2 separate regions of the Astyanax mexicanus genome follow, and region 2 is linked to region 1. A link is a contact called in public Hi-C data. All regions are on one chromosome and are shown on one strand. The core of a region is the stretch at or near the end of the contact, and the rest is flanking DNA. Distances in the headings are between cores, read along the strand shown.

Region 1 (6,416 bases), core at 2,793-5,292:
CAGGTAGCTTGTTTTAACACAGTAAACACGCAGGCTACAGTCCAATATACTCACCTGTGGACGGCCAAAGAGCTAGCGCTTAGTGCTGTGGTTAGCGGCTAATGCTATTACTGCTCCAGCAGTGCTATCCGGAGTTAGTAACGGTACAGGCCGATAATACTCACCTCTGAACAGCCAAAGAGTTAGCACTCAGCGCTGTGGTTAGCGGCTAATGCTTATGTGGTTTCAGCAGTACTATCCGGATTTAGCAGCAGGGTACAGACCGATAATCCTCACCTCTGAACGGTGAAAGAGCTAGCATTTAGCGCTATGGTTAGCAGCTAATGCTAATACTGCTGGAGACTTAAACCGAAACTACTGTATAACACTGTAGTTCAGTGGAGTGGCTTTACTGTTGCTTAATACCTGACTGGTAGAATTCATACATGAAGAGCCCTGATCATTTTTGGGAAAATTAAAGGAAATTAAATTTTAAGTGCCCCTTATAGTACAGAAAATATGGTAGTTTAATCTCATTTAGTCTCATTTTTAATAAGAAACTTTTAATAAAGTTTAGTTGAGGCAGTGAGTCTGGTGTAGTGGAAAGTGCAATTAAATATTTTTTATTTGCTCAGCTCACATAAAAATCACATTTTAGAGATTTTTATACTGTAAAAATGCCCCTTAAAGAAAAACAGATCTACTACAGTATTACCCAGAGGTGGAAAAAGTACTTAGTAATTAAGTAAAAGTACCTTTACTTTGCTAAAATTCTACTCGAGTAAAAGTACCCATCTAAAAATCTAGTCTAAATTTAGAATTTACTTTAAGTAAAAGTTACATAATTACTTTTATTTATTTGGTGTAAAAAAAAAAAAAAATACAAATCATGAATTAAATCTTTTTAATGAATTATTATTCCAAATAATAATTTGGACCTTTCAGGCATTATTTGTTCAGACCACCCCATAAAACATTTTCAAGAACAAGTGGTATAGATTTCTATGATACATTTTATTTTTCTTTACTGTTAAAAAGTTAAAAGGTTATGGTAATATAGGTGACTATAAACCGTAGTTTTACAGTTCATTATTATATAACTTGCCATTGCTATGCTTTAACTGCTATTTTTTTTTTTTTTTAACATCCAAGCAGATTGTTTAATGTTCTCATTAAAAACTTAAGGAATTATCATGAAAAACAAGAAATCATACAAAAAAGAACACAGAACAAAAGAAAATGTTTTTATTCAGACAATTAGTTTACCGCGCAGCTTTTTTTCAATGTAGTAAAGTAAATTACTTGTGTCAAAATGAACTTAAGTAAAAGTAAAATTACCTATTTTAAAAACTACTTTAAAAATTACAAATTACTCATAAAATATACTCAATTACAGTAATTTGAGTAAATGTAATTCGTTACTTTCCACCTCTGGTATTCCCCATATACTATACTACACTGTAGACCACACTGTGCTGTGTACTTCGTGTACGTGACGTCACACACACTGTACACACAGACACTTGTGGAGAACATGGTGAAGATGAGTCATCTGAGCAGATCACTTCTCCACAGATCTGTAGAGCTGTGTGCGTGTGCGTGTGTGCGCGTGTGTGTGTGTGTGTTTTCTTTTACAGCTCTTTGTGAAGAGGGGGTCTGTGTCACCACAGCCACCGCAGTCACTGCTGCTACTGAATCACTGCTCCACTGAGTCACTGTGGGTGAATCTCCTGCTGTAATGAATCGTTTTACAGAGTGCTGGTGATTAAGCAGCTGAATCAGGCCGAGGGGCACGAGAGCGTGAGCAGGAACAGCTGGGTGATCAGTGGGCACAGGCACGGACAGGTGCTGCACTGTTTCAGCTCTGACTGTATAACTGGACCAGCTTATGTAGCTGATGACATCATACTGTACGCATCATACACTCACTCACTCACAGTGCTGATTAAACAGTCGGCACTCTCATCCAGCAGTGGGAGGAGCTTCAGAGAGATGGACAGGCCAGCAAACACAACACAACATACCAGCAGTGTTGGGCAGGTTACTTTGAAAAAGTAATTAGTTATAGTTACTAGTTACTTCTCCAAAAAACTACTAACTGAGTTACAACACTATGAAAGTAACTAGTTACCAGTTAAAGTAACTATTGCATTACTTTCGTGTTACTTCAGGTTCAGCAAGGCCATGCTTTATTCTGTATTGAATGTATTTTCTACATTATAGATTAATATTAAAGACATGAGACCACTGATTGGTGGAAACGTCACACTAGGCCTCGAGCAGTTTGGACTGTGTGTCTCTCCACTCTTCCTCCAGACTCTGCTCCCTTGATTTACTTTAAATAAAATGTAAAATTTACTGATGATCAGTGATGGTTTGGAGAGACATGTCTGATATCTGCTGGTGTTGATCCACTGTGTTTTATTATCAAGTCTAAAGTCAGTGCAGTTTTGTTTTCCAACTAAATCTTACAGCACTTCATGCTTCCCTTTGTAAGGGAGAAAATAGATTCAACTGCAGTGCAAAATATTTTTGTTGGACACTTTTTTATTATTTTATTTTTTTATACATTTTCAAATGTATTGATAAATGCATTGTAAAATAAACAACGATTGTATTTTTAATTGAGATTTTTAATTAGGCTTAATTACTGTCTGGAAAACTGGCCCATAATAATAATAATAATAATAATAATAATAATAATAATAATAATAATAATATACTGAATGGAGCTTAATCATTACAGAGGGTCCTGTTCTATTAGCAGTGATGTTCTTCCAATTCCAGGAAAATATTAAACACAGGATGTTTTTTTTATCATTTCAGCTAAAATGTCGTCATTTCCTCCTCCAGTTCTCTGAACCATTTCCGGTTACAGGTGTGTTTGTGGCGGGAAGATCACAGGTGTGACAGTTCTGTCTGTTCTGCTTATCAGTTCCCTCCTGCACTTCCACCCAGCGGCCGCGGGGCGGAGCCCGAGAGCGCCCTACACTCCAGCTGTAGCCATGTGGCGCTGTGAGAACGGGTTAATGACTCGACTCCACTGAACCGATTCTTTAAACGGATCTGATTCAGTGAGTCAGTCAGATAATCAAATCATTTAGACACAAGCTCATAATAATGATCAAAATCATGTTAAAATATAGCCTATTAAAACATTACTTCAAAGAAATGACCCACATGAAAAAAAAAAACAAATATAGACATATATTTAAAATATTTTAAATATATTTCAAATAATTCCAAAATACACAATAAAATCTAAATATTTAATACACACTAAAATATATTGCAAAATAAACTGCTTAGTCCTATTTACCAAATATATTTAAATATATTTCAAATACATTTATTTTTTATTATATACAGATATGAGATATATATTTATTAACAAATATACATTTAACAAAAAACAGTGAACTAAAATGTCAAATGTAAAATGTTTACAAATACATATTTAGGTGTACATTTTAATATATATATATATATATATTTTATATACATATTGTAATGCTTTAATGTAGATTAAATGTTTAAAAATAAGATAAAAAAGAGCCCATCACATTTTAATATAATTTATTTATATCCAGCCAAACAATGTATAATAATTAAATAATTAGATGATTTAAGTATTAAATGTAAAAAATATACAACATTTATTTATCGAATATATTTTTGCTATGCATAGGTATGTTTATATATAGGTATATGTATTTAGATATTGAACAAAAATACACCTCTTCTAATTCAATGTGCTTCTTTCTTTCTATGATTTTGTACATGGTAAATTTAATATTGAAGACAAAATTAAAGATATACAGGAACACATTCAGAATTATATTGTAAACAAAAAGTATTAAACAAACCAGAATAGATTATTTATTATTCAAAATTCATAAAATTCCATCTAAGCAACAAAAAAAAAACAACTGTCAGGAATCATTTTTTTAACATGCAAAAGTGTTTGATTCAATCAGATTCAGACTTGGTTCAGATTTAGAATCGGTTCTACTGATCAACTGATTCACTTGGAATGAGTCGGTTCTCTCTCTCGAGTCGTTAGTGAATCAGTTCGGCAGTGTGGAAGGCAGGATCAGTCTCTGCGTGTCTCAGACTGGACTCAGATCTCCCACTCTCTCAGGCTCCCAGCTGCTCCACTATACTCCACTATACTCCACTATAGTATACTCTACTATACTCCAGAAGAACCCGAACACAGCGCGTGAGTATCAGCTCTACACTCTCCCAGCTTTAACTCAGAAACGCACGCGGAGGGACTGTGTTGTTTGGGACAGACAGGGTTCAGTTACCTGAGTTCAGTACTCAGAGAGTTTCAGGTGTTGAGCTGTGTTGAGTTGCGTTCAGTTGTGTTGCATCGTATTGATTTGTGTTGAGTTGAGTTGAATTGTGTTGTGTTGTATTAAGCTGAGTGGAGTTCTACACACTCGCAGCTTTAACTTATAAACGCACGAGGGACTGTGTTGTTCGAGTTCAGTATTCATAGTGTTTCAGGTATTGAGTTGTATTCTATTGAGTTGGGTTGCATTGAGTTGTGTTGAGTTGTATTGTATTGTGTTGTATTCATTTGTTTTAAGTTGAGTTGTATTGATTTGTTTTAGTTGAATTGTATTGATTTGTTTTTAGTTGAATTGTATTGTGTTGTATTGAGTTGTGTTGTATCGTACAGATTTGTGTTGTGTTGAGTTGTATTGATTTGTTTTGAGGCATGTTGAGTTGTATTGAGATGTCTATTGAGTTATGTTGCGTTGTATTCTATCAAGTAGTCTATTGAGTTGTGTCGAGTTGTATTGCATTGAGTTGTATTGACTTGTTTTGAGGCGTGTTGAGTTGTATTGAGATGTCTTGAGTTATGTTGCATTGTATTCAATAAAGTTGTCTATTGAGTTGTATTGTATTAAGTTGAGTTGTGTTGAGATATATTGTGTTGTATTAATTTGTTTTGAGTTGAGTTGTATTGATTTGTTTTTAGTTGTATTGTGTTGTATTAAGTTGTGTTGTATCGTACTAATTTGTGTTAAGTTGAGATGTATAATATTGATTTGTGTTGAGTTGTTTTGAGATGTCTATTGAGTTATGTTGCGTTATATTCTATTAAGTTATCTGTTGAGTTGTATTGTATTGAGTTGTGTTGAGTTGTATTGCATTGAGGATTAATTTGTTTTGAGTTGAGTTGTATTGATTTGTTTTTAGTTGTATTGTGTTGTATTAAGTTGTGTTGTATCGTACTGATTTGTGTTTAGTTGAGTTGTATTGTATTGATTTGTTTTGAGTTGCAGTGTATTGTATTGAGATGTCTATTGAGTTATGTTGCGTTGTACTCTATTAAGTTGTCTGTTGAGTTGTGTTGGACTGTGTTGATTTGTTTTCAGTTGTATTGTGTTGTATTAAGTTGACTTGAGTTGTGTGATTGTGTGAGCTCATGCTGTTGTGTGTTGTTCAGGTGTGTTATTGTGTTTACCTGTCTCAGGTGGAGGATAATTAGGAGTTATGATGTTTTGACACAGTTAGCTATAGTTAAATCTCAGTCTCAGTGTTTGAGAGTAGGGCAGTGAGTATAGAGTATAGTTAAAGCTCTCTCAGTGTTTGAGAGTAGGGCAGTGAGTACACACTCAGCATTCTGTGAGAATTAAAACCAGTCCTCTAAACCCAAAGCCAAGCTGGATCCAGTTCATAGCCCAGAGCTGTAGAGCTTTCAGACTGAAACTGTGTGAAATCCTCCTCAGCCTCTCAGTCTCAGAGCTGGAGCTCACAACTAGGGGTGTAGAATAATATCGAAGTATTGAAGTATCGTGATATTTAGTATTTTAGTACTGTATTGGTTTTCAAAAACACTATCTATTTTTAGTCATTAAACACAGTATTGGTTTTTTAGATCATTAGTTTACATGTAAAAAAATTGGTGTCAGAAGTGGTTCATCGTTGTGTTTAAGCCCCGCCCATATAAATATAATTTTATACTATGAATACAGCACCAGTCAAAACTTGGATGCACATTAAATTCAGTGTTTTTTATTATTTTTAAATGTTCTGAATTGTAAATTTATACTGAAGTCACCCAAATTAGCATGAGCAGCAGTGAACGCTCTCACACACAAAAGATACGTTCACATTACAAGTCAAGTCAAGTCAAGTAGTTTTATTGTCAATGCTGCATATGTACAGGACATACATAGAATTGAAATTACGTTACTCTCCTTCCCAATTTTACAGCAAGTACAGATAATGGATAATAAAGAAAAAGGGGAGACACTATGTGTACAATACAGCAGCAGGGACACAGACATACATGAGACAGAACAAGGTGCAGTAGTGGTGGGGGTGAAATAGATATATAAATAGAAATAAAAAGAAATAAATATATAATCTAAATCTAAATGAGTGGGAGACACTATATGTACAATACAACAAAAACACAA
Region 2 (6,478 bases), core at 892-3,391, 36 kb after region 1:
TTTCTTGCAACTTTTCCTTGCAAGTGACAGGGAGCTAGTTCCTGTCCCATGACTTTGCCATGTCAGATAGAAATAAATGCAAGATCCCAGACATCTTATGAAGTATATGTATTTCTTTTATTCCAAAAGGATAAAAACAACCAGGAAAAAAAGAGTATTGTTAACTCTGTTAGCTGGTAACTAGCTTGATGCACCATTGGCTCCTTTAGCCAAAGCTAAGTATGTTATCCCAAACATATATAAATGCAGAAATTATGATAAAATAGATGCCTACTGAAGGTTAGACTACTGTAGCTGAAGCTCAGTGCTAACCTGTTCAGGAGAAAATTAGCATTAGCTCAGCATCTGTCTTGTAGTCCTTCTGGGTTCCGTCTTTCAAACGCAAAACCAATATTTACTGGTGTTTTATTCCTTTTTAGAAGGGTTCTGAAGATGAAACAGATGAAACATGCTATAATCTGCAGGTCAGTGCAAAGGTCTTTAGCTTCCTTGTGACATGGCAAAAGTCACGGGACTCTAAACCTGTTCCTGTCTCATGACATTGTTCTGGCATATCAGTGTACATCTGGATGCATCTGCATTTACATTAGGAACACAGAGCAACTCAGCCACTTTGTCTTTTTCCCTTTTATTGACTCTGGCGTTGCCTTTTTCCCTAGTAGTAGTCATGGAGAACCTAATTCAAACAGAGATCCTCGCTTTCATGTTGTAATAAAGCTGGTCTCTCCACAGCTCTGAGGTCTGGTTTAACTGGGTCTGGTGGTTAGTCTCACAGCGAGGAAAATGCTTCCTCAAGAGAGAGACTCCTCATAAGAATTAGCTTTTATTTGGACATTGTTGTTGGATTTTATGGTGGATAAACTTCAGTATATGAACTTTTTTTTGTTGCAGTCTCTCTGTATATATATATTAAAGTGGAAAAATGGGCTTCAGTAATTAAGAATATAGTTGATGTTCTTATAGGCAAGTCTGTTCACTAGGCGACGGTAAAGTCAACTTTGCAACGTGGCTTAGCAGTCATGCAAGTGAACCTTCTATCTCTACAAATGGTTAAAGACCAAAATACTGTAAACTGTAGGTCAGATTACTGTTTTAATAACATAATATTTTGAATCACTGATAAAATCTGACAGAAGTCTCATTGATAGATTGTAAAATTTGTCTAAAATATGCACGAAAAACATGCTTTTTCACATTGTTCTGGCTACTGCGCCTGCGCAGATCTCCTTATCGAATGAGAGGCATCTCCATTAACATGCTGAGTCGTATCCGCACCTGGATAAACTTTTTGCATAAATAAAAAATTCCCATTCATATAGCAGTCAGTTGTGCATATTGCTGGTCTCCTCAAAAGTAAAATTTCTGCTATAGATTTTAGTATTTTATTAGACAATTTTTAAAGACACTAATTTTAAAAATATGTTGGCACAGTCTTAGTACAATTGTAAGTAAATGTGTGCACATATCATTATTATTTTATGAAAATGTTTAAATAAAGAGAGAGTGAGTAGACGCTACACAATGTTTTAGAGAGACATGTCTGTCATCTGCTGCTGTTGATCCACTGTGTTTTATTATCAAGTCTAAAGTCAGTGCAGTTTTGTTTTCCCACAAAATCTTACAGCACTTCATGTCTTACAGCTTCCCTCTGCTACTGACAACTTTTATGGAGATGCGGATTTCATTTTCCAGCAGGACTGGAAAAGTAGGACACACTGCCAAAAGTACCAATTGGTCTTATATATAATATTCTAATTTTCTGAGACAATGATTGATTGTTAGGTTTTCATTGGTTGTAAGCCACAATCAACAAAAAAAAAAAAATTCTGCTGGAGAATGAGATAGCAGACGCACCTTAGGCTGGTACTGCTGATTACATCACAGCTACTGATGAGGCATTGTGTCTGGCGTGGGCCGCAGTCCGCGGGGCTACTGTACACTGTGCTATTGTTCGGCCGGGCTGCCTGTGGCGATGTTGTTCTTGCCGGGGAGCCGCCACACTGTTGTCGGCTTGTTTGTATGACCGGGACGGAGGGCCCTCGGTCTGGACTGGCGCCAGGATGTGTGGGCCCTTCTGGAGCGGGGCCAGAACTCACTCTGGGAATGTTCTGGTCTCTGAACTCTCCACTCAGAAAACCATAGAGTTCCTGTCCGAGCGAGCCCACCACCTTCAGCACCGCGCCAGGTCCTCACAGCTGTGATGGACGTCCTGCGAAACGTCTGCCAAACTCATTTGAGCTTCTCACACAGCGTCTCAGAGTTCTCAGGCTGAGATCAGGCCTCAACTGGGAGGTTTCAGAAGGTTTTATTAACCCTTAAAAATCCAAAATCCAAAATCGCACCTTGTGTTCTCAGCTTAATTACTCAGAAATCCCTTCACACATAAACATAATCCATATATGGTTAGAAAGGGCGGAGCTTACTCTTTCTAACCATAGTGATCACATCTCAGTGCGGTAAAGTTAAATCTACAAGAAACCCATTGAGAAAAACACCTAAAAAAGTGAAAAAAAATCTCCTTCCCCAACCAATATATAATATTTATCTTTAGTGCTTCAAACATATTTATATGATGTTTCAAATAAACCAAATAATATCAGTAAATATCAGACTCAAAAGTGTCCACAGAAAAAAAAAGTGTGAAACTACCTGCTTAACTCAAACTAAAGCTATGTATGGTGTGCGCACTACTTTATATCGTTTTTATTTTATTTGCACACTTTTACTAAGTAGTTATTTTTCACTAAACACATTTTTATTTATTAAGACTAAAAAGTTTAGATTTTTGTATATAGTTTTCTTTGTGTGTCCTGATACTCAAAATACTGAAAGGCATAGGCTGCTCTGAGTTTCAGGTTTTTAATAATCTACGGCCCGTGGGCCATTTGCGGCCCGTTTCCTTTTTTGGAGCGGCCCGCGAAGTACTTTAGAAGTAGAATGAAAGTTTGCCCGCTGTTAAGCAGGTTTTTATTATGTGAGATTCAAAGTTTGAACACTAGGTGTCAGAAACGGGCCAAAGAGTCTAAAAGTGGAGAGAGTGCGCATTTCTAGTGCAGAAAAACGGGCCAAAGAGTCTAAAAGCGGAGAGAGTGCGCATTTCTAGTGCAGAAAAACGGGCCAAAGAGTCTAAAAGCGGAGAGGGTGCGCATTTCTAGCGCAGAAAAACGGGCCAAAGAGTCTAAAAGCGGAGAGAGTGCGCATTTCTAGTGCAGAAAAACGGGACAAAGAGTCTAAAACCGGAGAGGGTGCGCATTTCTAGCGCAGAAAAACGGGCCAAAGAGTCTAAAAGTTGCCGTAATTAAGGAGTTTAATATTAAGAGACATCATGAAATGAAACATCAATTTGAAAAATCTTAGTTTACACAACACTGTCAAAGATAAAGATAGTAAGACAAGTAAAATGGTGTGTAAATGAAATAATCAGGAAAAAAAGTATTATTTAAAGTGGTATATTTCATTATTTGTTTTATTACAGAGTCTGTGGCCCGTGACTTCAAATATATTTCTCCTTCTGGCCCCCAACAAAAAAAGTTTGGACACCCCTGATCACCATGTATCCTAGAGGTGTGATTATTGATTATCAAGGAAAAAAAACGAAACGTCCGCCTGATGCTGTTTCTCCATGTATTTTATTAAAGTAATAATTAATAAGTCATGTAATGAACTCAAATCATCAATATTCTTATGCTAGTCTAACCATTTTTGAAAATATATCTTAAGTGTGAATATATTTAAAGTCTATACATTCAAAAATAAGTAAAAAAAAATAAATAAATAAAGGTGCTTAGTAAAATTTTGAGCAAAACATGATCAGTTCCAGGAAAATATAACAATTCTGCTTCCTTTTACTTTATTTGAAATGATGATATTTTTGAGCAGCCATGTGTCTTCTGGAGTAAAAGAGATCAGGGCATGTGTCTGTCTGATATAATTACTGTGTTATAAGACCTGAAAGAGGAACTGAAATCAAAAACTGAGAATAAACACATCAAAACAGCCTAGAGTTCTAAGGGTTAAGGGTGATTCCCTGCTGAGAGTGTGATTTGGTGCAGGACTCTTAATCTGTGTCTAAAGAGACACTGCATGGCGTCCAGACGGCATCCTCCTTGGCCAAGCATGACTAAGACAGACATGATTGCTGGCACTCTTCTAGAGAGCAGAGACTCTGGCTTTGGCTTCAGTTGTACACTCATTATCCAAAAACCCAGAATTCTGAACCTAAAACAGAGAACAATACTTAAAAAGTTATCCAAACTATGGTTTTATCATTAATTTGCTTTATATCACAGCTTTGAACATCTTGGCTCGATTGTCTCAGTCAGTTTTATGAGGTAGAGTCACCTGGAATTCAGGCTTTCAGTTAACAGCTGTGCTGAACTCAAGAGTTAATTACTTGAATTTCTTGTCTCTTAATAAAGTGTTTGAGAGCATCAGTTAAAGTAAAGTAGTGCAGAGGTAGAGTTACAGGTATACAGTGAATAGCTCTATTTAAATAATGTTCTAATCCAGATTATGAGAAGAACTAAGTAAAGAAAAGTAAATAAATGACTTTAAAAAATGAAGGTCAGTCAATCTGAAAGACAATATCAAGAACTTTGAAATGTTGTATCCTCAAGTGCAGTCCCAACAAAGACCATCAAAAACACTATGATGAAGAAACTGGCACTCATCAGGACTGCCCCTGGAAAGGAAGAGCAAGAGTTTCCTTTGTTGCACAGGATAAGTTCACCAGAGTTACCAGCTTTAGAATATTTTAGTTTGTTTAACACTTTTAAGTTACTACATGATTCCTTATGTGTTCCTTCAAAGTCTTTATGACTTCAGTATTCATTTACAATATGGGGGGAAAATAAAGGAAATGATCTTGGTTAGGAACCTCACTAAATAATTGGCCGAACAACAAACACATTTTTCTTTTTTGCAGAATTTTATTTGATTTTGACACTTTTTTTAACTGAATGTAAGGTTATATAGTTTTTAAATTTTCTCTGATTTTGCTATTTATAGGTATATATTTGAGTAAAATGAACATTCTTGTTTTATTCTTCAAACTACAGACTACATTTCTCCCAAATTCCAAATAAAATATCGTCATTTAGAGCATTTTTTTTTACAGAAAATAAGAAATGGCTGAATTAACAAAAAAGATGCAGACCTCAAATAATGCAAAGAAATCAAGTTCATATTCATAAAGTTTTAAGAGTTCAGAAATCAATATTTGGTTGAATAACCCTGATTTTTAATCACAGCTTTTTGGCAGCATGTTATCCTCCACCAGTCTTACACACTGCTTTTGGATAACTTTATGCTGCTTTACTCCTGGTGCAAAAATTCAAGCAGTTCAGTTTGGTTTGATAGCTTGGTAAAATCAAAGAAACTCATAATTTTTTAAGTGCTCTCTCTTTTTAAGATCATCTGATCCTGTTTATACTATTTCTTTATCAGTTTGAATTATATTATTTTACTGCAGCTGTTTTTGCTAGGTGTAAAAAAGGAAAAGCGATACTGAGCAGGAAATTCTGTGGCCTTGTTGCCAAGAACTTGACGCTGATCTTTTGGGAATTTGATGTGTGGATTTAGTTTTTTCTGGGCAAAGCGCTCCCTTCAAACTTTAGAAACTCTTATAAATCACTTTATAAAAGCAAACGTGCAGAAAACGACTTACACTGCAGTTTTCCTTCTCTTATAATCATTCTTCCTGCGGTATAAAGTATGAAAGTTACTAAATGCCACTCACTGTATTTCTGTGTTTACAGAAGACTCATCCAAGGCACTAAAGGTGGGCTCCTATATTCTGATTGGTGTGGGGTCCTTCTCCATGCTTATGGGCTTCGTGGGCTGTCTGGGAGCCATCTATGAGGTCCGCTGTCTGCTCGGCCTGGTAAGAAGCAGAATTATTAAAACATATTTACTTTTATATTATTTTAGAATAAAGGTCCTCAGCCTTTTCCAGTCCATGTCCCATCTGTTCATAACAAGAAAGCATACCAGCTCACAAGAGTAAAAACTTACTGTATTAATTACTGTATTTCTTACTATAAGGTGCACCAGTTAATAAAAAGTTAATAAAATTAAGCTAAACAAAACTGTAATTCTTAAAAAGCATTTACTTTTAATACTGACCTCTAAATCGCAAAAGAGCTAGCACTTAGCGCGGTTATTGGGTAATGCTAATGCTGCTCCAGCAGTGCTAGCCAGGGTTAAAAGCAGGCTACAGGCTGATAACTCACCTCTGATCGGCTGAAATAACAAAAAAGATGCAGAGCTTTCAGATAAATCTCAAATAATGCAAATAAAAAAACAAGTTCATATACATAAAGTTTTAAGAGTTCAGAAATCAATATTTGGTGGAATAACCCTGGTTTTAATCACAGTTTTCATGCATCTTGGCATCATGTTCTCCTCCACCAGTCTTACACACTGCTTTTGGATAACTTTATGCTGCTTTACTCCTGGTGCAAAAATTCAAGCAGTTCAG

The links. A called contact is a pair of places that touch in the nucleus more often than the background predicts.
Region 2: a Hi-C map of muscle shows a contact between it and region 1, with 13 times the contacts expected there. The contact joins the enhancer-like site here to the promoter of cd82a in region 1. A contact is called at or near these places in 2 of 3 Hi-C or Micro-C datasets (both in muscle).

The regions. Positions count from the first base shown.
Region 1 is chr16:38,690,677-38,697,092 of AstMex3_surface, forward strand. It overlaps cd82a (CD82 molecule a), which reads left to right and starts at 4,043. Exons shown (of 10, transcript XR_007424781.1): 1 at 4,043-4,201.
Region 2 is chr16:38,728,595-38,735,072 of AstMex3_surface, forward strand. cd82a (CD82 molecule a) reads left to right here. Exons shown (of 10, transcript XR_007424781.1): 4 at 5,757-5,881. Among protein-coding and RNA genes, the nearest start is that of LOC111192552, 37 kb to the right of the region's middle. Within about 2 kb of position 2,142, the one cell type or tissue checked has an H3K27ac peak away from gene starts, as active enhancers do.